Regions from separate parts of the Anas platyrhynchos genome. Here region 1 is linked to region 2. A link is a contact called in public Hi-C data. All regions are on one chromosome and are shown on one strand. Each heading gives the region's core, a stretch centred on a gene start, on an enhancer-like site or on the middle of the called end of the contact. The rest is flanking DNA. Distances are from core to core; before and after follow the strand shown.

Evidence for each region. Hi-C and Micro-C count contacts between places; a contact is called where the count stands out from the background.
Region 1: a Hi-C map of skeletal muscle shows a contact between it and region 2, with 1.8 times the contacts expected there. The contact joins the promoter of GPR146 here to the enhancer-like site in region 2. A contact is called at or near these places in 4 of 8 Hi-C or Micro-C datasets (liver, skeletal muscle and subcutaneous adipose tissue).

The regions. Positions count from the first base shown.
Region 1 is chr15:14,277,670-14,283,721 of IASCAAS_PekinDuck_T2T, forward strand. GPR146 (G protein-coupled receptor 146) reads left to right here and starts at 2,339. Exons shown (of 3, transcript XM_005020082.5): 1 at 2,339-2,474. All of the region lies in intron 2 of CHLSN (cholesin), which reads right to left.
Region 2 is chr15:14,238,017-14,243,798 of IASCAAS_PekinDuck_T2T, forward strand. It overlaps CHLSN (cholesin), which reads right to left. Exons shown (of 5, transcript XM_027468889.3): 5 at 3,268-5,782. Among named protein-coding and RNA genes, the nearest start is that of CYP2W1, 12 kb to the left of the region's middle. Within about 2 kb of position 1,430, at least 3 of the 8 cell types and tissues checked have an H3K27ac peak or open chromatin away from gene starts, as enhancers often do.

The sequences.
Region 1 (6,052 bases), core at 1,089-3,588, 41 kb after region 2:
AACTCTGAAGAGAAAGAAGGGGAAATGGACGATACAGCTCGCTTCATAGTAGCAGCATTGTGCCTTGTTTGTTCATTAAGCTCGTGTTATTTCATAACTTTTAATATAGAGCCATGTCAAAGGGGCTTTGTTCGCTGACCGAGAACGGACTAGGAGCTACCGACTCGCCACATAATGGATCCTGCTTACAAGCAGCCTTTTGCCCCAAGTATGCACCATGCACGATATTAGCATACAAAATGTTCTGTTTCCCTCGTACACAATACATATGAAGCCAGATAAATAACTGGCCATCTGCCAGCTTAAAAACAAAAAAGCAGAATCTATAAATACAGTTCAAAAACTACAAAGAAGAAAGGCTGGCAAATCTTTAGATGCAAGGTTCATAAAAGAAAGACTGACAAATGATTTACTATTTGAGGCTTGCCAAAGGACTATGCTACAACTACAGCTATAGAATTTACACAAAATAGTTTGCAGCCATATTGAATTTAAATAACCATTTTCTGTCATTTAGCACCTTATGAGAATAAGAAGTATGACCAGAGAGAGCACATGAAACATAATTCCCACGCAGAAAGCAAGCTTTGATTTAAAAGTAACATTTGTAGAAATAAGACTTCCTTATATCGTGTCTGTAGAACTTCCATAGGAAGATTTAAAAAAATTATATATGTTATAAAGAAATAATTAAAATTTTTCATAAAAGCTAGTTGCTTTAAAAATCTCAACTCTTGGCAACAGAAACACTGGGAATAAATTACGTTGATTTGGAAAGGTTTCTGTAGATGCAATCCAGGCAGAAAAGCCTCAAACAAGTTCTGCAGGAAGCCAGATTTAAATAAGAACAATCTTTTTATCTTTCTGATCCAGGAACGGATTCTTTTAGTACTGGTGCAAATGTTAAAAGAGTATGTCCTTACGTACCCAGACACGGTATCTCATGAGCACAAGCTACCAGGTGGTACCCTAAATCTGCAGCTGTAATTTTGAATGGGTACAGCCCTTGTGGCTCGAAATCAGGCTTTATTTACAACTGGGTGATATTTGCATGTTTCATAGATTTACATCCAGTTCTGAAGAGCACATAATGTATTAACGTTAGAATCTGCATAATAAGAAGAAATTAAGCAAATTACTAAATTAAATGAAAGGATTTACAGGCACACAGAACAATACGACTTACAGAAACTAGCTTGTTGAATTCCACTTTATAGATTGTTTGCTGCTATAAAGTACATACTGTAACAGATTAAGTTCTAAAGCATAAATTAGTACCATATTTTATTTCTCATTTTTCTCCACCAGTATCACAGTCCTGAATGCAGCAGAAGTATTTAAGACAACTGCACTACTGCAGGCTTGGGGAATGTCGTTTTGCTTCATTTGCACGACGACAGTGCCAGGAATTTTCACAGATTTGCAGAAGGACTCCGCTTACTCTCTTAGCCTTAATTAAACCACGTTCTCCAATCAGGGGAAGGGAGAAACGAGAAGGAGAAGGAGAAAAAAGAACCCTCGGGAATCATTTGTATCCACATCGCCGTGGCTCACATTCAGCCCCTCTTCAGCCCTCCCCGAGAAGAATTTTAATAAAAGGAGTGCGGGGCTGTCCCAGCCCTTGGCTCTTGAACCGCCACCAGCACGACCTTCCCCGTCGGGGTGCTGACAGTCGCTTCCCAACTTTAAACGGCTTTGGGCTCGCGGAAGGTAGAAGCGGAGGATAAGCTGTTTTGAAATCAGTGCTGGAGGGGAGGAAAAAAAAAAAAAAAAAAAAAAAAAACAAACCACGAGCTCCATCTCCTCCAATGAAAGAGGTACCACAGGGTGTAGGCAGGTTGCCAGGCGAGCTCGGCAGCGTGACCGCACTGCATTGAGTTTCTTTAATGAAAGCCAGGAAAGAACACATTACACAGTGTTTCTTCTGCGAGCTCGCTAGCCTCCAGTGATTGAAATCAATAAAAACAGTCGGCAAGGGGCCCAGTGGGGGAAGAGAGAAATCTCCACTACAGCATTCAGTTTGCTTTCCACTTTCTCCCTCCCCCCTGAAGTTAAACTCTGAAGCTCACCATGACAAGCGGCTTCGCTTTCAGCGCTCGGCAGACTCTGGTGGGGATTTAAAGGAAGCGAGCGCTCCAGTTCCCCTCACTGCCTTCGCCCTCACCACTCCGCCGCGAAAATGAAAGGCTGGCTTTGAATTTGGGTCCTGCCTGGAGAAAGTTCCTGGGGCAAGTGCACCGCTCGGCATCTCAGGAGAGGGATGAGTTCTGCAGTTGGAGGATGTTAGAAGGTGAGAGGGGAAGGAGGAGGAATCCGAGGCAGCGAGAGCCCGCGGCCAGGCGAGGATGTCAACCGCGGCGGAGGGGACCTCTGGATCTGCGGGACTGACCGCGAGCAAACGGCCCCGATCGCTGACAGCCGCGTCCTAAGGCAGCCAAAACGCTCGCCTACACGTGAGCAAAGCGCAGACCCAGGTAAGTGGGAGCCGCTTTTAACCATTCCCTGTGTCGTGCCTGAAACGGGAGCGAGACCTCCCCACCGAGCCTCCCCCGGCTGCCCCGCGACCCCCCGGTCCCCTCTCAGGCAGGTCAGCGCCGAGCTCATCCCGGCTCAAAACTGTGGCAGGCCGCTAACCCTCGCCGAGCTGTAAAAGTGCACAAAAGCCCTTTGTTTGCCACTTCGGGGCTGAATTTGCTCGCTGACAAGGTAGAGGGGCCATGGCGTAACTCCTCCCCTCACAGGAGCCGCCGGCGCTCCCGCTGCTTTGGCTGTTTGGGGCGATGAAACGCGCCCGGCACCGCGGGCTGGAGCTGGCTGCCATCTGAACGGCTGCCAGCAAGGCACTGCTAACACGGTCCGTGCTCATCTATCTTATTTATGTATTTTAATCACCATAGCAGCCACACACACTACTCGCGCTGAGCTCCATGTGCGGGTCTGAAGCATGAACTGTGGTGCTTGCATGCACGCGGGCTACGCGGATTATTCTATCGGAAAGGGCTCAGCAATCGTTTCTTCATGCAGCCAGGGGGGATTTCTGACACACAGGTCAGGAATGACAAACACAGGCTTACCCAGCACTTGTTTTACCAGCAGGCAGTTTTTATACAGACAGCCCTGTAAAAATGAGAAGACACAGATCGCAGCTGGAGATCCCCAAATCCTTCACAAGGTTTGGACCAGCTTAAAATGACATGGTTTAGCTAAGTATCAGTGAGACACTGAGGGTGAAATCGAAGCCTGTCCTTGGCAGGGTAAGCGAAAATGATGACGGCTGCACCTCTTTCCCAGCAATGGCAGGAATTTAATGGGACAGACACGAATAGGTACCTGGGGAGCAAGCAGACTTGCCTCCTCCATGCTGGTCATCATGAGATGGTGACAGCAGCTGCCCGGAGCTGGGGAGGGCTGGATGCCCCCAGACCCATGCAGGACACCAAAGCAGTGCTCCTGCAGCCTCTCACCTCCCTGCCCCAAGCCTGAGGGCACGCACACCGTCTGACAGACTGACAGCCGAGAGAAGAGCCTCCCCAGTGCCTCCTCCATCTCAGTACCACCAGGCAGGGGGTAGGACCTGGAGTTCAGCAAGTGCGTGTGTATTTGTGCAGGTGCAGATGCAGCTTGCTCTTAGGAAACACGGCCTTTTAAGGGTGGTTGCATTATTTTCTCCTCACACTGAAATGTAAATGATCCAAAGAGTGACATAGAGAGCACCTCCATCTCTAGGGCTGTTTTTGCACAGAAGTTTGCTTAATCATTTTCAAAGCCTGAACAGTTCTGATCAGACTACGGGAATAGCTGAGGCAAGGTTTAAACACTAAGAAGTTTTTACACTGATTTTATCAGTCCAGTTTTGAACTCTTGCTACAAAACAGTCGTAAGATTATATAGCTTAAGATGTAAGAAAAATAATTAACATTTAGAAAAGCAAATTGGTGATTCAGAAAACAGCCCCGCCTGACTTTTGCGGCATATCCATAGACCCACGATTCACCACAATTTCCCATTTGCAGAATCTGTTCCACGTTTTGCCTTCCCCTGCACAGATCTTTTGCAGAAATTACAGCACCTAGTGAGGGCATCACAGCAGTCACTTCCACTCCAACCTACAAGTCTGGTTTCCACCGCTCTTGGAGCTATATTTATCCTTACACAGAGGAACTCACTGAAGGTTGTACTCCATTTAAAAAAAAAAAAAAAACTTAGGTGGGACAGACAATGCACACCACTTGTAGTGACATTCTCAAGCTCTAATGATATTCCTTCCCATTACTCTCTCAGCAGAAAATATAAATATTATCTTTAAAGCAGAGTGCAGGGTATTTTTGTTCATAGCGGTGTTTTTCAGAAGCTAAGTGCTATGAGTTTCCATAACATTTACTGTTAACAGAATGTGTTATTTTCAAGCAGAGGGAAAAAAAAAGTATCATGCATTTTCTTAGTCAGAAGTTTTGACCAAATACAGATACAGATATGCTAGCAATCATACCACAGGGCAAGATCTGACAAAGTTTTCCAGTCATGCCAATGGTATTAAAGCAAACTCACTGAGCAGTGAGACCCAGTCCTTCAAACACTTCCTTTAGGGTACAGAGATCTGGAAGAAACACATCTTGCTTTGTTGAGCTGGAAACAGCAAAATATGACGGAATCTGTTTCTCACAATTCTGCTGGTCTTGATGGTCTCATAACCAGAAGTACTTCATCCTCAACTATCTTCTTCATAGTCAAGAGTTCCTAATAATGAATGCCAGTTGTCCTTACAGCAATACATACCAGTAAAAAAGCTTTTTGAAAGCAGTATATAGGGTTTTGTAACAACCAAAAGTAGGTGAAACGCTTCTAAAGGTGGAAGGACAAGCACTTGGTTTAATCTCACTGATCTACATCCTGATGAAGGTAAAGGTCTGGAATTCTACAAAACCAATTTGAGTGACTCTTTCAAATAGGGTGAAATTCAACAACGATGGCAAGAACAAAGTGTGAATCTCAGGGTCTGCTAAGCACCGGGGTGGCCAGTCCTGGACGACACATAATACTCGTGTCTACACCGGGAAAAAGAACATTTCCATGCATTTCAAACGAACATGATCTGACACTTCTTGAATGCTGTGAAGCTTCAAGATACCTCTTTTCTCAATTACACCACTTGTTCATGTTGACAGCATTGCTTCCATTCAGCTGAGCATACTTAGTTTGCTCAGTTACAAACTGACAGCCTCCCGCCTCCCTGTAATGCACCTGAAATGTACCCATTCTGATCAAAAAAAAGGAACACAAGAGTTAGAGGTGCATTCGTCCCCATCTATGGGAAAGATTAGTGAAACAGGAGATTCATTACTAAATGAAAAATAAAGGGTTATTGATCCCTAGGAAGGCAGTTTGCCTTGCAATTCAAACAGGACTCCTTATGCTTGACTAAGGAAGACATTTTTTGTTAAAAACAATAAAGCAACCAACTTCCCCCTTAGTTTTAGCTCCAGAGTTCAAGAGGCTGTATAGCTACATCAAATTCATGCCCTGGTATATATCCTCTGTTTTCAAACTCTGGGTTCTCCCAGATAACCAAAGAAAAAAATGAACATATTTCTACTCATGAATTTCGTATCTAACAAAACTAACAACTGTAGTTTGATACACTAAGATCTTTTAAGCAAGTATTCCAGAAGGTATTTCACACATACACTCAACTACACGGGCACACAAATGCAGAACGTGCAATTTTAAACTATGATGAACAAGACCCAAAATAAGACACTCAAGAAAACAGAGTGGGCAGGATTTTTTCTTTAGCAGAATGTGTTCATTTCATGATTCAGCAACCCTACAGCAGACACCCACAGCAACACCTAGAACACACGCTGCTCCTCAACTGTCCTGTACATCATAGGGTGACCACGGAGCATCAGGGTAACAGCCACCTCAACTCGCGTCTTGCCGCTTGATTTGCTTTACAATAAAATAGAGAGCTTGGGGGGATAGAGAATTGGGCTTTCAGTTTGGTTATGAATAAAAGACATCTTGCCACACAATAAGGAATAAATGTGATGGA
Region 2 (5,782 bases), core at 180-2,679:
TCATAGAATCGCAGAATCCTTTAGGTTGGAAAAGACCTCTAAGATCATCAAGTCCAACCGCTAACCTAGCACTATGACATGTCCCTAGGCGTGGTGCTAGGGACACGTCTTTTGAATACCTGCAGGGACAGTGACTCAACCATGTCCCTGGGCAGCCTGATCCAATGCCTCACAACCCGTTCAGTGAAGAAATTTTTCCTAGTATCCACCCTAAAACTCCCCTGGCACAGCTTGAGGCCATTTCATCTTGCCCTGAAGAGGACAAGAGGAAATCTGGCCTGTTTGGAAAATAGCCATCCTGTTTGGAACTAAAAGCTAACTTCTGCATTTTCTAACTTTGACAAACCATTTTCCTCCTCATCTTCTTTGCTAATTCAGTCAGCTGAACATTTCCACCCACCAGTTAAAGTAAGCTGTAACCTGCTTAGGAGCTTGTACAGGAAGAAAAGGAGGGTAACTTGTGCCATATCCATAATGCACCCATCTGCCCACGGCAGGTTTTCCATCTTTGAGATCGAACAGCGTATTGAAACCACTGGAAATCAGAATTACTTAGAACTTTTTCTTCTTTGTAACAACAAAAATACCCAACAACATGCTGAGGTTGTTGTGATGGAGGTGTGTGCTCTGCACGAGCTGTACAAGGAGCCCACCACACCATGGGACAGGGAGGAGGCTCCATGCAGGGTCAGGCTTTTTAGGCATCCAGCACAGTTTTAAAAGTGCTTGAACAACCTCTGACATCCTCCAGGACCTCTAACAGTCAGCACAGCCCGGGATGAGGATCAGACAGCATCACCTCTTCCAAACAAGGATAATTCAGTTCTTACAGAATAGGATATCTTGATGCCTTTAAATCTCAAATGCCTTCTGCCCTCCTAACTTAAGTGAGGAGCACCAGAAAGCACTTTGTCACAAAAAGATGGGTGGTGGAAGCAGCCCGTTCTGGGAGGACAGAGGGTGTGAGTAGACCTGAGGACCTAGAAGAGACGTGTGAGGACCATCTGCTAACAACAGGCCTGGGAAGCTTCCCAGAAATGTTGGTAAAGGTTATCACGTAACAGCCGTACTGACCTGGCCTGTGGTGAAAACAGCTTACACCACTGGGAGAAGTTTCAGTTTCATCCACAATACCTTCAGCCGCTTCTTCATTATCTATTTGATGGTGATAAGGAGCAGAATGTGACCGAGACACTGTGGCCTTCCAGAGGCTTACAGGCTGCTTTGGCTATGCACACACTTCGGAGGTATTTATGCTCTGGTAACTCCATCAGCACTAAAGGCACTGAAGTCCTTCCTGGGGCTGAGCTGGCACCAGGGCTGTGAACTGGGGGGGATGCCACTGATGAGCAGGCTCAGACACTGGAATTTCTCACCGGTTTCATCTGCTCAGTGCCAGCGGTTTGTGTGCGGGTGCCTGCTTACAATCAGCCGTGGTATTTTCAGTTGTTTTGGCCCTGAGCACTAACCACAAGTAAGAGTTCAGAGAAGCTACATGTTTATTCTTTCTCTCCTATCAAATTGCCCCATTAAACATGGACAAAAGATTTCCTTATGTAATAGGGATGCTATTTGTTATTTTTAAACTTACAGCAGCCAGGAGTCGTGCCAGGTGGCATCTTGCCTTAACCAGGGAACTTCAGGAGGTTACATTCCTGAGTGTCACTCTTGCCCTCTGGTATGCTCGATGCCCATACTTGGTTTCTTGGCTCGCTGCAGTCCTGTCTATCTGCTGGCATGCATTTGTGACAGCTCATGGAAATACCCATCTTGTTTAACAAGGTAAATCAGGGCGCTGGTCAGTCATTTCCAGGATCCTGCAAGAGCTTCTGCTTCTAATAAAAAGCACGAGCTGTAAAATCCATAAAGTCTATTTACACGTATCTATGCTACCAGAGAGAAACCACGGCTGCAGCTCAAGCTCTCAGTATGCCAAAAGAACTTGTAAACCAGTTTGTTTAGTCAAATTAAGCCCACAAAGGAGTAGACAAATAAAATGGTTGCAAGTCTCAACAGCCCAGGACTGAAAATGGGCGGTGAGGCCAAGGAAGGTGTTGTGCTGGGTGCTGAGACCCTGCAGCCTCGTGTCTCAAAGTGCCCCACAGATAAGAGCTGTGGGTTGCCTGGCAAATTTCTACACAGCAACGCTGTACCACGTTTGGGCAATTTCATGGAGCTTAAGAAGGCCTGGCTGATACAAAGGATGCTGCCAAAGTCTGTTATATCTCTAGAAGAGTACAGGGAAACACGCACTTTCAACATCCTTCTTTGGGTCCAAAGGAGCTCAACAACAAATGATTATTTTCACAGGGCCACAGCTAGCCCTAACTATTTATAAGCAAATGAGAGTGACAGACCCTGTGTCCCAAGGCTTATGGTTTTATAAATACAATGGGACCATGAAGAAAACAGATGTCAGTTGTAACAGCAAAAGGCTATGTGATACTTCAATTATCAGCAAACCTTCTTAAAAAATCCAAATAACTAAAACGAATAGGAAATGTAAGTCCTCCTCACTGTGCATGCAAGCATGATTGGTAACAAGCTTCAACTATGCGCTCACATACTTTGGGTTTTTTTGCTTGTTTCTTTCTAACACAATCCCTTTTCATTCAGTGTCCAGGTTGGAGGCCTGGAGAGGTAGAATTAGAATTCTTCTGGCCATTTATATACATGTGGCATTTCTTGAGCTTCAAGTATTTGATTTCAAAACCTATTTAAATTTTTGACGTAGGTGTGTTTGTGGGTTTTGTTGGGGAATGCCAAAAATTTTCTGTATGCAGGAAAAAAGAAAAATCAGTAAGAGCAACTGTATGACTGCTCTTCTGTTTTTATCCTAAGGTCCCTCCCTCCGTGTCTGTAACATCAGCCAAACCTTCCTAGTAGCACAAGCTTCTTATTCAGCTTTGTTTTGACAAAGAAAGATAAACCACTGTTTTGCCTTGCCCTTCCCCCTTCACTTATTCATTAGTTTTATTTAGTTCGGTAGTGCCCGCTCGCTGCAGGAAAAAAACATAATTTAAAAAACAATTATTTTTGACCATATTAAGTTGTTGACTATGTAAGTTCTTATGAAGAAATTAAAATAGAATGTAATTATAAATCACGGCTAAAAGCAGCTTGTGCTGCAAAGGCAAGGACATTTAATTGTGTCCTTGTATGACTGGAATCACTGTAAACAACTAATATTCCTATTTGCAGAGGCAGAAATAACTAGCTCATTCAGCCATACAGAAAGGAAGACTTGAAAGGAAACCAAAGACTAAATGAGAATAAGCCACTGGAAAGTTTTATGTCAACAAAACTGGGTTTAAATTAAGTAACATCAATTCAGTATTTTGACTGTAAATGAATTAAAATATTAAAACGTGTTTTAAAGGGAATGCTTGTGATGAAAATTCTGTGGCTAGCTGCTACACCTACTGAAATGAATAGGAAACTTTCTACTAATTCCTTCTCTGCAGGATCAAATCCACACAGCAAAGTGACTTCTCTGGTTTTAATACTACTTTGTAGAACTAAATTTTGAAAATAAGAATAGCAGCAGAATTGCTAGGAAAACACTGAATGAATGACTTATTAGTTATATGTAATGGAAAATACAGTACTGATGCACCATATTACATATGCATGAAGGAGTAAAATTAAAATTACATAGACAATTTCCATTCTTATGTTTTCTAATTTTCTGTGTGCTGACTTTGCAACTTAAATCTCTTATTATTGCTTTTTCTGACTCTGACTTAGTGGCAAAATTGAGGAAAATGACAAAACAAACCAACCAACCAAACAAACAAACAAACAAAAGAGCTATCAAGTCTGAACCAAAGAAATGTATTTCTAAGCTACCTGCAATGGTAGGAGACAAGACAAGAGTCACATTGCTTAACTTAACAAAAGTTAACAAATTTAACGTTGCTTAAATTAACAAAAACACAGCAGAGCTATTATCCAGAGGGACAAAATATTGAAATAAACTACACATTCAACAGCTATGATCTATCCTTTCCAAATAAGAAGAGACAATTCATTTACTCAGTAATTTTACAATGGTGATAACAAATTAAAATTGTGGGCAGACACTGGAGAGCCAAGAAGATATAAACTCCATGGGAAGGATCAGCCAAATTAAAGGGAACTTTTTACATTGTCAGATTTTGAGTAATTAGTACTGTCATTAGAGGCACAGTTCCAGCTTTAAGCAATTTTGAGTAATTAATGTTCCTTTATTTTGCCTAGAAGCCCTGACTTCAGCATTCTCTTAAGATAGGAATTCTTCTAGTTGGAGCTACACAATGCAGATTAGCCCAACTAGAAGACAATTAGAGTAGGCAGATGAAGATGTCATTTGTCAGACTGTACACACTGTTACTTCTAGCCTTGAATTCAAGTTTTATGAACACAGCAGACGTTTAAACGGAAACCCAGACACCATTTTGTCCTATCTGTATCTATATGATTGGCTAAGCTACAACTAATGTTAAAATTGGAAAATTCTAGGTGATTAAATGACAGAATAAAATGAATGAAGTGACAGATTGTCACTTCCTTCACAGCTTTGACCAGGTTCAGGAATTCAATAGTGGTATTATACATTTAATAATTTAAAATATATAATTTAAACTACATCATGAAGGAAATCCGACTAAATTTATTCATTATACAATCCAAATTTCTAGATTCAAATCCCAAGCTGAGCAGGAAGCAGAAGCTGGCCTGGTGGCTCACATATTGAAGAGACAGAATTTGATTGCCACAGATGCTATTGAATTTGCACACTGTGTTGGGTAAGGTCCTCACAATCTCATCTTTTAAATGGGCCTAACAACACACACCTCCCAGAAAAGTGATTACTTTTGTATTTCATGGGTGTTTGGAAGATTAATTTTTTGCCTACTAGTTGAAGATTCAAGAGAAGGAGAAAGGAAAAAAGTGAAATGCCATTTAAGTGTCCCTTCCTATTTATACTACAACACCAAGTATAAAAACATATTTACAGTATTTCCAGCTGAGCTTTAAAGCCCATGTCATGTAGAGTAACAACACAAAGCAGAAGTTCCACAAGCCTTTTAACCTGTTTCCAGACATTGCTGGCCTTTGAGCAGTACCACACACGAAGAGTCATGTGGCAGATACATTGCTTTCTCAACCAAACACCAGCAGAACAACAGACACCTTATTTGTTAGCTTCTGAATTTCCCGTAACTGCAAGAAGTGAAAGCCAAAGACCATACCCTTCATCCAGTAACTGGTAGCACTGAAGTGAAAGTTGGAACTGAGCTGGAGAAGAGAGCAAAGACCGCACTGCCGAGAGGCTCTAGCTGCTTTATTCCCCATGTTATTGTTCACACGGACTGCAGACTGGTAGGCCCTACATATTTTTAATATTAATTGATGTAAAAAGAAATATGACATTCTTAATCTTGATGGCATTTGCATATAGCCAGAACAAAGGTTCAAGGAAGGCAAATCTTACTAAATCTATCATGCTGATAAAAGGTTCACATCTTTTCACCTGAGCCTTATCTTTGCAATCCTTTTTACAAGTCTCTTCCAGAATATGCTTGCAGCGTGCTGTGCTTTTAAGCTACAAGGTGTAAGAAGTGCACAATGAGGATGCATGTTTTTGTGTAATAGAAAAATCGAAAGTGGTGATTCTCAAATATCTAAGACAGAACACACAGTCTTCTCTGACACCTAAAATGCAATCATAAAATCACAAGAAGATGCTTTGAAAACTTCATCCATTAGAAATTCATCCTTCCTTCTCATGGAGAGAAAA